2 separate regions of the Mus musculus genome follow, and region 1 is linked to region 2. The links are chromatin contacts, called in public HiChIP or PLAC-seq maps. All regions are on one chromosome and are shown on one strand. The core of a region is the stretch at or near the end of the contact, and the rest is flanking DNA. Distances in the headings are between cores, read along the strand shown. Region 1 overlaps Mettl8 (methyltransferase like 8). Region 2 overlaps Tlk1 (tousled-like kinase 1).

Region 1 (3,557 bases), core at 731-3,230, 220 kb before region 2:
TTGCCCACATCCTTCCATCCAGAATTACTCATTTGTACACCTCTTCTCTTCCTTCCTTCTCAAAAAAAGTTTGTCAGTTTTTAAAACTGGGCTACTTTTTGGTATACGCTCTCAACTTTCTTTCCTGGCATTCAGTTAGCACTGTTTACACTACATTCTTATTTATTTGTTGGGGGGCATACGCATGCCAGGCCCCTGTGTGTGGAGGTCAGAGGACAACTTAGAGGAGTTAGCTCTCTCCTTCCACCATGCAAGGCCCAGTGATTGAACACATGTCCTGGGGCTTTACCTGCTGATCTATTTCACCAGCTACCTTCTCTCTCTCTCTCTCTCTCTCTCTCTCTCTCTCTCTCTCTCTCTCTCTCTCCCTCCCTCCCTCCCTCCCTCCCTCTCTCTTTCTTCTCTCCTTCTTTTCTTTCCACCCTCTGCATGCTGGTTCTTACCTGAAATGTCCTAGCTTTTACCTTTTTCTCCCTGGCTAGCCCTTACTTTTTTTATTTTCTATTTTTGTTTTTTTGGTGTGTGTGTGTATGTGTGTATGTATGTATGTATGTGTGTATGTATGATATACCCGTGTTTATGCACATTTGCATATGTGTGGTCACACATGTGTGGGTACAGGTGCATGTGGAGGCACAGGTGGATGTCAGGAATCACTCCCAATTAGGTTTCCGCCTTATTCAGTGAGGAAGGGTCTCTCAGTCAAACCAGGGGCTCACCAATATTGTAGGTCTCAGTAGCCAGCTTGCTCTGGGAGCCTGGAAGACTAGAAGGCCAACGGAAATGTAAAGACTGCTCATGGTATTTCAAAGGGGCCAGGACTGTACTGGGAACTAGAGTTGTGAGAGACTACTCATGTTCTATATTAATGTCCTTGGCCTGAGCAGAGCATAGTATAAATTCAAGCTGAAGACAAATTGGCTAAAACATCTCCACTTTCTGAGGCTGGAATTACAGGGAAGCCGCAGTATGTATCCGCTCACAGTATGTACGTGGGTTCTGGGCATCTGAGCTCCTGTCCCCATATATGCACTGCAAGTGCTTTAACCACTGAGCCATCTCTCAACCCCCTGCTCATTCTTCTTTGCTCAACATAAATACTGCAGGTATCGGGCAGTCCTGAGACACAGGCAGTAACTCACAGCTCACCGTAACACAGGCACCGCTTACCCACTCTTCCGTGCTTTAACACTGGACCACACTTGCTTCTGCTCCGCTTCGCCTTTACCGCACACTGTCTACAATTCATAAGGTTCCGTTTTGTTTTGAGCGGGTCTCATTGTATATCCTAGGACCTTGTTGGGTTGGTTGCTCAGGCTGGCCTCAGACTTGAAATCTTCCTGCCTCAGCCTAAGTGTTGAGAATATGAATGTGAGCCCTCAGAACCAGCAATTATAGTTCTTTAAAATAGAATTATGCAGTGCTATAGCCTCTGCCAGAGTAAATCGCATCTGATTTTGAGTTTGTAGATATACATTCATTTGGATGTATGTCATCTATTCATTGACGATATAGCTCAAGTTTTTCAGATCTAATATGCGTTCATGACATGAAATTTTTATAATATTCTCTTCTCAGCCAGGACAAGCTTATTGATAAAGGAAGTCCAAACATGACCAAGTAAATCTTGCATATGGGCACAAGTGTCTCTAAAGAGAAAGACCTCAACAGGGGATGGGAAAGCAGGGTAGAACTCCAGGGTCTTAGCCATGGGAACTTTGAGCACACTTGTAACGGCTGCTAATAGGTGTGCATGCATGTGCCTTAGGGCCATTTATCAGCACACCAAACCAACTAACAATGAGAGGGCTGAGTTAGCAGAGCCAGGCTGACCCCAGGACAAGCTGCAAACTGGCAGTTTGGGAGACTAGGCCTAAGCTTCTGTTTCCCAGAAAGGAGAACCAGGAACCTGTGGTCAGTCCACTGCAGCCGCAGGCAGCCAATCGGAGGACGCCTTGTCTTCTGGCCTGAAGTAAGACTGGGTAGCTTGAATGAGTGAGCCACCAGAAGTCGCCAGAGCCTAACCAATTGTCAGGCCCCTGGAGATAGAGCTAACCAATCAACTTAAAAGGGCACACGCCCCTCCTGGAATTCTCCTACCTGACAATAAAAGCTGGGTCCACCAGAGGTCTCCATTCCCAAATGGGGAGACCCCTACATGCAGGAAATTCAGCTAAATAAAAGCTCTTTGCTTTTGCATACTATTTGAGTCCAGCAAATCATGGACCCTAACATTACCTCCAAATGTTACTGTAGCATAGACATGTAAAATACCAATTGGATGAGTTTAAACGAGTTTTATTCTGATCCATCATAATGTATGTGATGACATTCCCAGAGTATCTAAAATAATAATCCCTTCAGATATTTTGGATTGGTGGGAATTCCTGAAGTCCCTAACTTAGTCTCTTATTCCTGAGTCCTTTGTGTGGGAAAAGACTGATGTAGCCACCTCTCAGGACGATCCCGGAAAACACTAACCATGAGATTCCCATTTTGAAGCTGCAGGGTGACTGACGTCATAGCATGATCAAAGTGCTCTGCAAGCACTTACTGTAATTATTGTTGTTGTTCTGTTCCTGCTAATAACCTTATTTATACCCTGAAATTATAATCATGCAAAGAAAGATTAAAACAAGATGTGCAAGTTGCGGAGCTGTTTGCCTTGCAGATGGTCACCCTCGGAGTTCTCTGAAATTGCCAGGGTTAATTGAAGCTTCAGCTTTCGCCCCAGTGTAGTTGATACTTAAGTGTTTCTTACCTGTCGACTTTTACTCTCCAAAATAGTGCAACAATAGCACTTTAATTCCCTCTCGTTAATGCTAACCTCTCGGGTAATGTTTAGCGTGGCTCTATCTAGATGATGTTTGCGCCTCTGACTAAAACCTTTGCACCAGCTTCCCAGCTGAGAAGAAAAGCTAAACAGTTACAGAGGTGATTTGCTTATTTCAAAGCGGCTCAGAACCTAGGAAACTCTGAAGTGGAGTTAACTTTTAAGTGGTGGGCAGACAGTTAGCATCTGATTAGCACGCCTCTCTCCTCTCCCCTGGCTTTCAGGGAGCCGAGACAACTGGGAATCATTCTTGGGGAGTCTTACAAATAGGTTTTGCCTGGAGTCGGCACATTGCTCCAGGGGTAGCTCTTGAAAGTTTCCTATGAACAGAATTTCTTGCTCTGTTTCCTTGGCGTGCCTCTCAGCCCTGGAACCCCTTGTAAACTTAGGATCAAGCTTAAAAAGCCAGGAAGTTAAGACCTCTTCCTTCCTCTGTGAGGCCGTGCTGCTTGCCCAGTGGAAAAACCTGTGGTAAAATGTGACTTTCAGTGATGCAAGGGCCCTTTGCCTGTCTCTTGAGGTTTGAGCTCTGCAAAGAAAATGTACTCTCCTTGTCTGGGGCTGGGAGCTCCCAGCTGCATTCCTTGTTGACTGATGAAGGCCCAAGAGAAGATGCAGCAGTGAGAGGAGGAGGGAGAGAAGGAACTCTGGGCTTCCTTAAATCAGTTGCAAAAAATTAGCAACTGGGTGAAAACCCAAGAATCAGTACTGGGATACCTTTGGT
Region 2 (3,656 bases), core at 999-3,498:
TTTTCATAGTGCTATCAGTTTTATACATGAACTGTCTGGACCCAACTCTTGGTGCGGACTGTCATTTGTTTTTGTGTGAGAACCGAATGTCTTAGTGCAGTGTCATAATAAACTGGATGGTTACCAAAACAGCCTTGCCTACTTTTTGGTAGGCAGAATTCTAAAAAGTGACATGATGAAGCCGAAAAGAGAAACAGATTGAAATGCAACAACAGAGGTCAGAAAAAACTAGCCCCCTCTTTCCTGCTTGACCATGCTTAGTTTTGAAACAGGGCCTTCCTTTTTTTTTTTTTTTTTTAAAGATTTATTTATTTATTATATGTAAGTACACTGTAGCTGTCTTCAGACACACCAGAAGAGGGAGTCAGATCTCATTAGGGATGGTTGTGAGCCACCATGTGGTTGCTGGGATTTGAACTCAGGACCTTCGGAAGAGCAGTCGGGTGCTCTTACCTGCTGAGCCATCTCACTAGCCCCCAGGGCCTTCCTTTATAGCTGAGGCTGGTCTCAAACTGACTCAGGAAGATTTAACGGTATGAACTAGAAATGCAGATAAACCACAGAAGATAAGTCCAACCTCCAACCAGTAAATGGAAATGGGGACCTTGGGCCTATAAACTGAGCTATACCTACATTCTGAATGGATGTAGAAGCAGGTTTTCCTCTGTAATCATTACTTTTTGTACTGCTGTAATATTTGTCAGAATACTGTTGTAATTGGAATATTTGACAGGAACTTATGAGAGAGGAAACATGAGTTTGTGCATGGTTCAGATTAGTGTCATGGCAAAGAGGGTGGCAGCAGCTGTTCCTACCAGGTTGTCTTAAAGATGCCATAGCTTTCGGCTGGAGTCTGAGCACATAAACATTAGTGGGCAATTTCCGATTCACCCTGTAGCATCTCTTATAGCAGCTCGACAGCTATATAGCCTAGTTGCCAGTGATTTCATATTTATAAACTCTAAGCAGAGACCCTGGCGGTAATTTGTAAGTGTGCAATAGAAAATTTGTATGGACTTCTGATTTTCTTCAGGATTGTTATTGATTAATTTTAGCTCTTGAAAATTATACAAAAAAGTAAAAACAGTTAAAACACCATCAACCTATTTGAGATTACACATTAAATTTATAGACCATTCTAAAAAAATAATGAGTATTCCAAATCATATATGCAGTATCCCATTTCTGTTAATAATTTATAATTTCTCCATAATGATCACATAATTATTGTTAGGCTTCTAGGTGTTTTATGCCTTTCAGTGTGATTATAAATTATGTCTTCTTAGACATTATTTTTGGTTTATTGCTGATAATGCAGAAACAGTTAATATTTTATGTTGACTTGATAACTAGTAATCTTGCTTATAATTCTTTTTACTCTCAAATTTATTTGCATTTCTGTCAGCATATATGGGTGATGAAGGTGATTGGTTCATCTTTTGCAGTTTGTAGTTTTTGTTGTTCTAGATTTAACATTGACCGATTAAGTGTTATAGTGGACCCATTGTCTTGTATTTCACAATCTTTTAGTATTTTGCAATTTGGTGTTTTGGTATTTTTGATCTGTCACCTTTAGTTGAAGGAAATTTCTTTGTGTACCTAATTAATGGCTCTTGTTTAAATAATGAGTGTTTTCATTAAACGCGTCTTTATCTATTTAGATAAATAACTTTTTTCTAAGTCTTTTAAATGAGGTCATATGAGTGTGTTTTGCTTTGTTTTTGTTTTGTTTTTTTGTTTTGTCACTGTGACAGATACCTGAAAGGCAACATTCTAAAGATGTATTTGGGCTCATGGTTGCAGAACTTGGAGCACTTGGAAACCAGGTGTGGTGTGGTGTGGTAAATCTTCTCCCAAATATGCCCCAGCAATGAAAACACGACACAATTAATATGAATACATGCTGTGCGCCTAGACTGGGCAGATGTACTGCTATACTACCATCTTCCACATCTATGAGACCCCTTAGAACTTGCGGTTTCTCCAGGCCATGTGCTGCTGCTCCGCTTTTCTTCTTCTTCCTCCTCCTCTTTCTCTCCGTCTCAGACCTCCTTCTTTTCTTTTTGCGCCACCTTCCCTCTCTCTGCCCAAATGTCAGTCTTCTTTATTTTACAAATTAAGGTGGGAAGAAGGTTTACAGGAAATCACCTGAGTGCTGACTCATTCCTTGTTCACAGTCCCTCTCTGGGGAATGGAATTAACATCAAAATAATTAGCCCCAGGGCTATCCACAACTCAGGTGTGCTAAGAGAATCAAGCCACACTGCACTTTCCTTTTTTCCTTGTGTCTCATCCAGGCCCAGCCTCTAGGATGATGCTACCGATACTGAGGTGGGTCTTCCCACTGAGTACTTTCAGGGTAGGGGTGTTTTCCTTAACTCGAAACACTTCTCAGCCTACTCCCATGATTAACTCCTATAATGTGGGATTGCTACTGCTCTTAATTGAATCAATCTTGCCTTCCTGACAACAGCCTAGTTTTGAAATTATTACTACTTATATGCAAATTGCTGAATAGTTTTTATCTTAGCCAGGGTTTCTATTCCTGCACAAACATCATGACCAAGAAGCAAGTTGGGGAGGAAAGGGTTTATTCACCTTACACTTCCTCACTGCTGTTCATCACCAAAGGAAGTCAGGACTGGAACTCAGGCAGGTCAGAAATCAGGAGCTGATGCAGAGGCCATGGAGGGATGTTCCTTACTGGCTTGCTTCCCCTGGCTTGCTCAGCTTGCTTTCTTATAAAACCCAAGACTACCAGTCCAGGGATGGCAACACCCACAAGGGGCCCTCCCCTGTTGATCACTAATTGAAAAAATGCCCCACAGCTGGATGCATGGAGACATTTCCCCAACTGAAACTCCTTTCTCTGTGGTAACTCCAGCCTGTGTCAAGTTGACACACAAAACCAGCTAGTACAGTTGACCCCTTGTCAACTTGACACACAAACACACGACTATTAAACCTCAACCCTTACTTTCTTATTCATCTCCAAGATCTAAATAACCTTAAAAGTCCCACAGTCTTTGCAAATTCTTACATATTGAAATTTCAATTCCTTTAAAATATCCATTCTCTTTTAAAATCCAAAGTCTTTTTACAATTAAAAGTCTCTTAATTGTGGGCTCTACTAAAATAATTTTCCTTCAAGAGGGAACAATATCAGGACACACTCACAATCAAAAGCAAAATCAGAACTCCAACCATCTAATGTCTGGAATCCAACTCACGATATTCTGGGCTCCTCCAAGGGCTTGGGTCACTTCTCCAGCCCTGTAGCACACACCTTGTCTTCTAGGATCCAGATGGCCTAAATTGCACTGCTGCTGCTGTTCTTGGTGGTCATCTCATGGTACTGGCATCTTCAAAACACTGCTGTCTTCGGCTGTAACTTGGCTTCACCAATAGCTCTCATAGGCTTCCTTCATGGTGCCAAGCATCAACTCCTTTGCATGACCCCTTCAGTCCTGGGCCATCAGCTGCAACTGAGGCTGCACCTTCACCAATGGCCTTCTGCAGCCTCTCACAGTGCCCAGCCTCAGCTGCTCTTAATGACCCCTTCATGTCTTCAAAACCAGTACCACCTGGGTGACTCTTACACATTACCAAGTCCAGCCACAGCCCAAGGTACAACATTAGCTATCTCCGGAACACAG

Evidence for each region. HiChIP or PLAC-seq counts read pairs in DNA pulled down with a chosen protein or histone mark.
Region 1: an H3K27ac HiChIP or PLAC-seq map of epiblast stem cells shows a contact between it and region 2, with 5 times the contacts expected there. The contact joins two enhancer-like sites. A contact is called at or near these places in 6 of 484 Hi-C or Micro-C datasets (B cells, bone marrow-derived macrophages, cochlea and 2 more), 12 of 115 datasets of contacts at active chromatin or transcription factors (bone marrow-derived macrophages, embryonic basal ganglia, embryonic stem cells and 5 more) and 3 of 9 other capture datasets (adipose tissue, embryonic stem cells and liver).

Annotation. Positions count from the first base shown.
Region 1 is chr2:71,025,479-71,029,035 of GRCm38.p6, reverse strand. All of the region lies in intron 1 of Mettl8 (methyltransferase like 8), which reads left to right. Among named protein-coding and RNA genes, the nearest start is that of Mettl8, 28 kb to the left of the region's middle. Within about 2 kb of position 1,980, at least 24 of the 459 cell types and tissues checked have an H3K27ac peak or open chromatin away from gene starts, as enhancers often do. A contact at or near this core is called in epiblast stem cells, where this site is marked.
Region 2 is chr2:70,804,768-70,808,423 of GRCm38.p6, reverse strand. All of the region lies in intron 1 of Tlk1 (tousled-like kinase 1), which reads left to right. Among named protein-coding and RNA genes, the nearest start is that of Tlk1, 19 kb to the left of the region's middle. Within about 2 kb of position 2,248, at least 13 of the 459 cell types and tissues checked have an H3K27ac peak or open chromatin away from gene starts, as enhancers often do. A contact at or near this core is called in epiblast stem cells, where this site is marked.